Regions from separate parts of the Drosophila melanogaster genome. Here regions 1 and 2 are each linked to region 3. A link is a contact called in public ChIA-PET and Hi-C data. All regions are on one chromosome and are shown on one strand. The core of a region is the stretch at or near the end of the contact, and the rest is flanking DNA. Distances in the headings are between cores, read along the strand shown.

Region 1 (2,723 bases), core at 124-2,623, 120 kb after region 3:
GCAATAACTATATTCGATTCTGAAGTCTGCAAGTAAAGTAATTCCCAACTGATTTTAGCTGCAGTCGCATGAAGTCCTTTGTCCTGGGAAGGAGTAGTTATCGCTTCTCGGCCTTATGGCTAAGATCAAAGTGTAGTATCTGTTCTTATCAGCTTAACATCTGATAGTTCCTCCATTGGAGGACAACAAATGTTAAACTGATTTTTGGAATCAGACGGAGTGCTAGGGGCTTGCTCCACCTCTGTCACGGGTTGGCCCGGTATTGCAGTACCGCCGGGATTTCGGCCCAACTGAATAATAAATATTTAATTATAAACATTAGTGAAGAATGCTCTCTTTACAACCTTCTTTATTGGGAAAAGTCTTACACGCTTGACGTTTAAAACAATCTCGCCCTTTTACATGCAAATTCGAATGGTAGGATTGTAGTTTCCTGCTGACATTGCGAAAGTGTCCTTTGCCTTGCCTCTTCGCATCGATTCTATTCCTTTTGGGCGGAGGCAAGCTAGCTAGCTAGCTGGTTTTGTCTGTCGAAAATTGTTTAGCCTTCGTCTTCTTCGTCGCGTTGTCAAGTGATTTGGAAAATTGAATTGATCAATCGCTTTGTCAATTCTGTTACCTATTACTGATTGATTTTTAATTTTATAGTTGCCTGAATTGGTTAAAATGGAATCTGATAGTCTATGGACTGGACCCAATAGTTTTTTATACATTTAAATCATTAAAAGTATTTTCTTTTTCGCTAGCCACTACTTTTTGTTATCTTCCTGTCGAATCCCGGATTCTGCTATCCATGAACCGATCCATTTTTGACTACATCATAAACGAAGAAGTCTGCCAGCCCATGAGCCATCGTGAGGAAAAATAGTAATCAGAGGGAGCAATCTCTGGTCAATCGGCTAGTGGGTTTCCAAGTAAGATTTTACGAGCCAACTATCATAAGTCAAATACTTTGTCACGTCCATATCCATATTCCTTGCAATGATGGTCTCGTTTGGTATTCAAGCTAACAATAAACATAACCACCTTCTTATACACTCCATCAGCCACCTTTCTTCACGTTGACCGTGAATACACATCTGCGTTTATATTGAATGTATTCGAAAGTAATTGTCATTAATAATTAAATCATTTGTATCTTAATACAATGAGTAGCCAGACCCTTTTCTGCACTATTCCGTGGGAATATCTCTCCAGACTTTATAGCAAAAGTTCAATACAATATATTCAATATTCCTTTCTAGTTCCTAATCGCATTTACTTTATCTCGTGAGCCAGCTTAAAAACACAGTAATTCATAAAAGAAATCAACGACTCACTGATAACGACATGTGTATAAAAAGCCTATCTCTGCTCAAAATTATTTGAGTCGAATTAAATCACTTGCTGAAGATGCGTTGTATGCTTATAGTATTTGCCATAGCTGCTGTAGTAAGTAAAAAAATTGAAAAAGTCGGATCTCATTGTCTTAACCCAACGGATATTCCATAGAGCCTTTCGTGTGCTGCTCCTGCGAAATCGCAAAACGAGATGTTAGCTCATTTCTTTGACTATGCTGACACCCTCCGTGGCATTCAAATCCATAATATGATGTCACTCACCATCAAATTCGTGCAACAAGTTGTGGACACAGTTCCGCTTGAACAACGTGGACCGGGAACGGCTGCCCTCCAGGCCTATGCCAACAAGGGCAAGAGTCTCAAACAGCGAGGCACAACTGGCGAGAAATATAACTATATCTACGAACTGCAACAGGTATTCGAGGGACTCAACAGCGAGCTGAGTCAATCGGCACCTGAATCCCAGGTGATTGGAATGAGCCTGCTGGGTTTACTGGGCGTTAGCACTGAATTCGCCAATGAGAATGAGAAACTCCACAATAAGTTTGTCGAAGGTGCCACCCAAATGAAAGCCATGTTGTCTCCGACCACAATAGCTCGGGAAAGTGAGCTCCTCGAGGCGATCGACAAATACATCGCTTCCACTGATATACAGCAGCACGAAGCTCTCTTTATGAAAGTCATGAGCTTCAAGGATAGGTACTAAGCTTAAGTCAATAAAACGATTTACACAACATGGAATGAAAATTAGAAGTGGATTAATATGACATTATATTGTTATCACAATTTGTTGTCATGGTTGGCAACGAAAGAGAGATTATTTTTATTTAAAATATTATCTGCATAATTCATATAAGAGATAATTCGCATTATTCACTGATAAGAGATGTTTGGAATAATTTTAGATTTAATCCAACATTGAGTGTATTTTTAGTAGTAAATACTCATATTTTCATGGACTTTGAAGACTTGGAAATAAATGTTAATTCATGGCAAAATCAATGTTCATTTCTTATGGATCGAGATCCTACTTCCTAATGTATTAAATTATCGATAGAAATTTACAAGACTAAAAAAAATATCAAAACATTTTTCAAAAGTGTGGGCGTGATAGTTTTGTGCGGTTGTGCGGCGTGGCAACATGAATCTCTAGAATCTGTACTCTGAATCTCAACCTTTTAGCCTTTAGAGTTACAATATGGTTATAGGTACAATCTTACAAGCAGATCGACTCGGCTCTTGATCCTGATCAAGAATATATATTTATATTTATATGGTCGGAAACGCCTCCTTCTGTCTGTTACATACTTTTCAACGAATCTAGTATACTCTACGAGTAACAGGTATAATTAGGAACAACCAATTCAGCCAAACACTATAAAC
Region 2 (2,755 bases), core at 169-2,668, 130 kb before region 3:
TCTCCTCGGGAAGCCCGATCGACTCATTCGGGCTGAGATCCTTGAATACAAAGGCTACAAGGGAGGGCAGGTGCAAAACATCAAATTACTTGCGAGTCCTTGTCGATAGCTATACCTGCTTGTCGATCGCTTACCTTTGTACGTTGGGTGGGACAGGGAAATTACGTCGTCATTCTTTAGGATTCGCATCCTGTTTGTGCCAATTTTCTCGTTATTCACAAACGTCCCGTTGCGTGAGAGATCCTGCGAAATGGGCGGAAACAAGGTTACTACATTTTAATAATATACGGAATTATACGGAATAGTAACTTCTTTTTGTAAATTAATTGTGGGAAATATTCAATATTGAAGTTACCTTTTTTGATAATCTCAACAAAACATAAATAAAACTTAATTTGAATTCTGCTCTTGTGGGTTCTGAATTTGCTATCTTTTTTTTCAAGGCTTCCTTCAGAGCTTTTGGGTTTGGAACTTCCACCTACCTGAATATAAACTGGATTGGTAAGTTCGCAGTTTGCCCGCTTTATGATAAAATGCACTTTGGAAATGCGCGTCAGGATTTTCTCGGGCAAATCGTTGAGCGTGAGGATCAAGTCGTTGGCCTCCCCTCGTCCTGCGGTGAACTCGTCGTTGTTGAGATCTGCAAACAGTTCAGCATGGGATCGTCATTAATACATGAGGAGCACACGCAATGGGGACACAAAACAGGAGGAAATGTGGTTACCAACAGAAAAGGACGAATGCGTATAAATGATTCGGTATTTTGAACTCGTACCCAGCGATTTGATCTTAATGTTCTTGCCGTACAATCGACCCCAGACTATCTTCTCCATCGGCTGGCTCTCCACCTGCGTCCAGATATTGGAGGCCTGACTCTGGGTTCCCTGCGTTCCTTGTGTGTCGCGTGCCATAGTGATTCCAAAACTCCGAAACTCCGTAGCCCCGTAATCTCGTATTCCTGCTATTCCGCAAGTCGAACTGGAAAACCCGTTAGGTTTGCCTGGAACTGCGTAAATTCGAAATGTCCAGTTACTCCAGCACTACCACAGGCAGAAATGCACACATACACGAGGAGTCCGATCTTCGGAAAAGCTATAGATCTATAGAAGCTATGGGTTTGAATCTCTGAGCGTTTCTTCTGCCCAATTCGATTACATCGAGCTTTTCGCACAGCGCTGGCTGATAGTTATTTAGAGTTTATCAGACGAAAACAACGAAAACTAACAAAAATCACGACATTGGTTCGATGTGAACTGCGCGAGGGACTACAATTTCTGCGGCAGTGTGTGTAAAAGTTGCCGCCTTCCAGGGATGGGGTGATTATCAGCGCCAGTGTTGGCAAGAGTCCCAAGGAAAAATTAAGGGTTTTTACAAATTAAATATTGCTTAGGTTAAGACTTTATTGTCAAAAGAAAAAATACTAATTAACTACCGGACTGAAAATTATATAAAAAACTAAAAGTATTGAAACAGATTAATTCCTTTACAGATCGTAGTTTCTTTAATATGGTACATGTATTTGAAATTTAACGGCCATCCATTGTTGAAATCCATTCAGCACTGGCAGGACCTGTGCAGCCCTGAACTTAAAGAAATTCCATTGTAAGCTATCGTGTTTTTATTCGATTTCGAAGCTTTAAGGTGTAAATTAAGTTTGTTTATTTCATTTTTCTCATATGATAAAATTATGTATCATGTTTATACTAGTTAATTATATTCCGCAATACTTTATAGCTAATTCTTTAGCGATTTTCCTGTCCATATTATCTAGCTAGCTTGGCACACCTTTAGTTTTAACCAACACTGAAATGCAGCCCTAAATTGCGGCGTCGTTTGAAAGAAACTGTAAACTATTACCAATACCAGCGCAAAAACAGAAATAGACAAAATACAATCAACAAATCATCAAAAAACAAAAAATTCAAAACTGTCGAATTGGGATCACAGCTATTATTAAAAGTGAGTGTGCTTATTAACACTCTCCAAAACCATCAGCCTACGGCAACCAAAATTCCTTGTGCTGTTCTCTGACTTCATCTCTGATTTATCCACTTCCTTGAAAGGATGACTCTGCCCCGCTTAGAAACTCCGCTCAGGCGGTCCGCAGTAGGCAGTTACCAGGAGGGGGTGTCCCGCATGCTAACCCCCTTTAACGACGACGAGGCGGAAAGGCGGGAAGCCCGACGTCGCACGCTCCTTCAGCAGCATCACCGGTCGAGCACTCTGGAGTCCATCGAGGACAATGAGACCATCAAAAATTGCTTGGAGCTCTACAATGGCAACAAGGTGAGCAAGGACAACGCCTGGAACCTGATGCTCATCGATTCGTTGGCCAATTTGCTGGATCACCATCACAAGCGCATGAGCAACTTCAAGGTGGGTTTTGCCTCATTCAGTTTATGTAAATGTAATAATTTCATGATGTTATACCCTAGATGGCTGGTTCCTCTTTAGAAGCCTCTTCCAAGGTTTACGGCCTGCGTGTGGACTCCATCTACTTGGACGCCATGCGCATTTCAGCTGGCTTGAGTGCACGAACTCTTACGGATAAGCAAATAAATGCTGCCGAGGATGATGATGGCCCCCAAGGTGAACAGGCTACTGGCGAGGGTCAGGACTCAGCGCAACAGGCAGCAAAAGAAGCAGCACCGAAGCCCAAACGGCAAAAGAAACCCATATCCACCGTGACCAAAAACAGAGAAACGCTGAACAGCCGGCTGGATACGGCTCCCTTGCAGGATCCTGTGTTTGGCAA
Region 3 (2,742 bases), core at 26-2,525:
TCAAGGCGTATTTTGTTTTTTTGCACGTCACAAACACGTTTCTCATTTGGCTTTGGCGTTTTACCATTTATTTATAGCCGGAGCATTGGAGCTCTGCTCAATGAACATATTGGCCCGCGTAATTCTGTTGTATTTCTCACAAATCTTCACTTCACTTCGCGCAACACTTCGGTAATCAGTTGGGCAAACAGCCGCCAGCGATCACGCACTGCAGATACACCCGCTCGAAAAAAACACCCGTCAGATACTCCGCTTCTGGGTTCAGATACAGCCGTCAGTACGTGCGTCAGTACGTGCGTCAGTACGTGCTGCTCCGCTGGCAGTCGGATTGGAACTGAGCCCGCCGATATTGAGCAAGATCAGTTGCGCTCGTTCGTGTTTGTGTTCGTGTTCGTATGCGTTCGTTTTTACCGATTCGCTCAATTTGAAATAGTTCCCCTTGTGGGTCTAGCAAAAGGAACTTGATGTTGGCAAAGTTTTCAGTATCTTTAAGTACCAGGAACTGAATTGATTGCGATGTGCGGTGGAGCACAAAGATCGATACCCTTGTAACTCCGATTCCTGGTGCGTGTGGCTCGACTTCAAACGCGGAACTGAATATGACACACTCGACTCGAAAAATCCTTTGGCAACTGCTCCTGCCGCGACGTCGACTGCGCAGCAGCAGCAGCTGGGAAGTGACGCCGCCTTGTCGGCGACAAAACAAATAACAGACTCCAAAGGGAAAACAAAGCGGAGGGGGTGGATGCTCTGAAGGCCGGGTCTCTCGATTTTCAGGGGCACTACATGCAGTTCACAGGACATGGGATAACACGCGATGCGGAAGTCACATCCTGAGAATGGAAACTACATTCCTGTACCCAATCGTGTGAAAAAACTGAATTACTATAATTACGTTGGCTTTGAACTCGACAATACTAACGAAAAGGAGGTATAAATTAACACACAAAGGGTTCTATAATAATTTCAAGAAGGGTTTTCATATCTGTATGTCTCACGTGTTAATTATTTAATACTTGAGTTTTTGTGAAAATTAGTCGATTTCTTGTTGCTTTTGGAAAATTACACAATCCTAACAACATTTCTAATGTTTGTCTAGATATAATTTTTATACTTTTTTTAAGCAATCCAACTTTGTATATAATATGAAGCTTTTTGAGTAATAAATAGTTCTTAGTGCTAATACTTATGTAGACAAGCCAAACTTTCCGAGCTACGCAGGGGATTGGACAGCAAGCATGCCCTGATCCAGAGTATCCTGCAGGACTGCCGGCGACCAGAGTCAGGCGCCAGTGTGGCGCCAACGCCGAAGGATACGTATGTTTTTGTGGAGCGCGTCGCAGGCTTCTGCCCCATCGACGATGTGCTTATTTAGATGTGCGCACAACTATGCAGAGCGAAAAAATTACAGACGCAGCTTCCTTGGCGGCGAGGATGGCAGGACGACTGGTCGACGAACAGCAAAGTGGAAAAAATTGCAAATTTGAGTTTTGTGTTTTGTGGCTGGTCGTAAGGCCAAAGTGAAGGACAACCCGGTGGGGACGCACAGCGCCCAATGTCGTTTATTTTTGGCGCGAGACTCGGCGGCGCCACTAAAGAAATGTCTGCACATACTTTTATGCTTTCGAAGTCTCGCATGGAGGCCAAGTTCCAGGGACTGGGACATAATAGAGCTGCTAAAACTTCGCCGGGTGGTGCGCTTAACGAGTCTAGTGGGCGGTCGCTAAAAAATGATTGATTATCGCCAATCAAGATGAAGTCGGGTTGTTGCCTCTGAAGCTCCTCCCCATCACCATTTGTCGCCGACTTTTGGTGGCACTCAGCATAAATCGCCGACTTGGCATTAGTTTAACTGCTTTTGGCATATCCAGTGGCATATATTCGAAATGGCTTATTTGTGAAAAGTAGTAATAGCGGCGTGGAATTGATTTCATGCTCGATTGATGACAGCGATATAAATGATGGATACTTTGGTAAAATACTACTTATTAGATGGTAGTATTATAAATATGCCATGAACTGTGCCCTTCGAGATTAAAGGAAATATTCATATTACAATGAGAGCAGACACAATAGAAATAAATTGCTTATAAATGACCCACATTGAATTGTTTTTATAGTAACATCTACATACATACCCATTCTGAGTGTATACATTTGAAAGACAACAACTGGACATTTTTTACTTACCTGAAAGAAAAAGAGCAATACATTAGTTTTATAAGTCATTATAGCCACTTAAAAATACGTTTCTAGCATGAACTACTCATGAGCATGAACCTGAATTTCATGTCTTATTTTTTACTTGAGACAATCATAAATATTTGCGCTACATCCATTAAGCAATTTAGGCGATTGCTCAGTTGGCAACCAAGGGTCACTTAAAGGGTAAATTAAACGAGATGCTATTTGCACTAAATTTAGAAAAAATAACATGTAGTTAAACAAATTTGAATCAAGCTCCTGAAGAAAAAGTCATATTCTTCCTTATACTTTCAAGTGCTCTCTCTTCAAAGATCAAATCAATTAAATTTTGGGCCAGCAAACACAAAACATTCGCCCGCACTTATCCTATAGCCTATATTCTATATTCTAGTAACCTTCGCTACCATCCGTATCTTTATTTCATTCGGTGCAGATAAAGTCATCTGGCAGTAGTTCTGAGATTTGGCGCGAGTTGTGGCGCTTGAGGCGATTCGTCTAATCTGTTATAGTTATGCCCCTTTGTCTTATCGGTGGGTC

What was found. A called contact is a pair of places that touch in the nucleus more often than the background predicts. ChIA-PET counts read pairs in DNA pulled down with a chosen protein or histone mark.
Region 1: a Hi-C map of the OSC cell line shows a contact between it and region 3, with 2.1 times the contacts expected there. The contact joins the promoter of CG13962 here to the promoter of lncRNA:CR45183 in region 3. A contact is called at or near these places in 14 of 107 Hi-C or Micro-C datasets (the Kc167 cell line, the OSC cell line, the Ras3 cell line and 5 more).
Region 2: an RNA polymerase II ChIA-PET map of the Kc167 cell line shows a contact between it and region 3, with 7 times the contacts expected there. The contact joins the promoter of barr here to the promoter of lncRNA:CR45183 in region 3. A contact is called at or near these places in 10 of 107 Hi-C or Micro-C datasets (the Clone 8 cell line, the Kc167 cell line, the S2 cell line and 4 more) and 1 of 6 datasets of contacts at active chromatin or transcription factors (the Kc167 cell line).

Annotation. Positions count from the first base shown.
Region 1 is chr2L:19,813,182-19,815,904 of dm6, reverse strand. CG13962 reads left to right here and starts at 1,373. Exons shown (of 2, transcript NM_001273682.1): 1 at 1,373-1,431; 2 at 1,492-2,201. The coding sequence starts at 1,588. The coding sequence ends at 2,046. All of the region lies in intron 2 of sick (sickie), which reads right to left. snRNA:U2:38ABa (small nuclear RNA U2 at 38AB a) reads left to right here and starts at 100; the gene lies at 100-291.
Region 2 is chr2L:20,060,033-20,062,787 of dm6, reverse strand. It overlaps barr (barren), which reads left to right and starts at 1,418. Exons shown (of 4, transcript NM_001299165.1): 1 at 1,418-1,602; 2 at 1,772-2,376; 3 at 2,436-2,755. The coding sequence starts at 2,065. lok (loki) reads right to left here and starts at 1,366. Exons shown (of 7, transcript NM_057871.4): 1 at 1,068-1,366; 2 at 725-1,006; 3 at 483-640; 4 at 135-243; 5 at 1-54. The coding sequence starts at 911.
Region 3 is chr2L:19,932,850-19,935,591 of dm6, reverse strand. It overlaps lncRNA:CR45183 (long non-coding RNA:CR45183), which reads left to right and starts at 1,275. Exons shown (of 1, transcript NR_124388.1): 1 at 1,275-1,956. All of the region lies in intron 12 of sick (sickie), which reads right to left.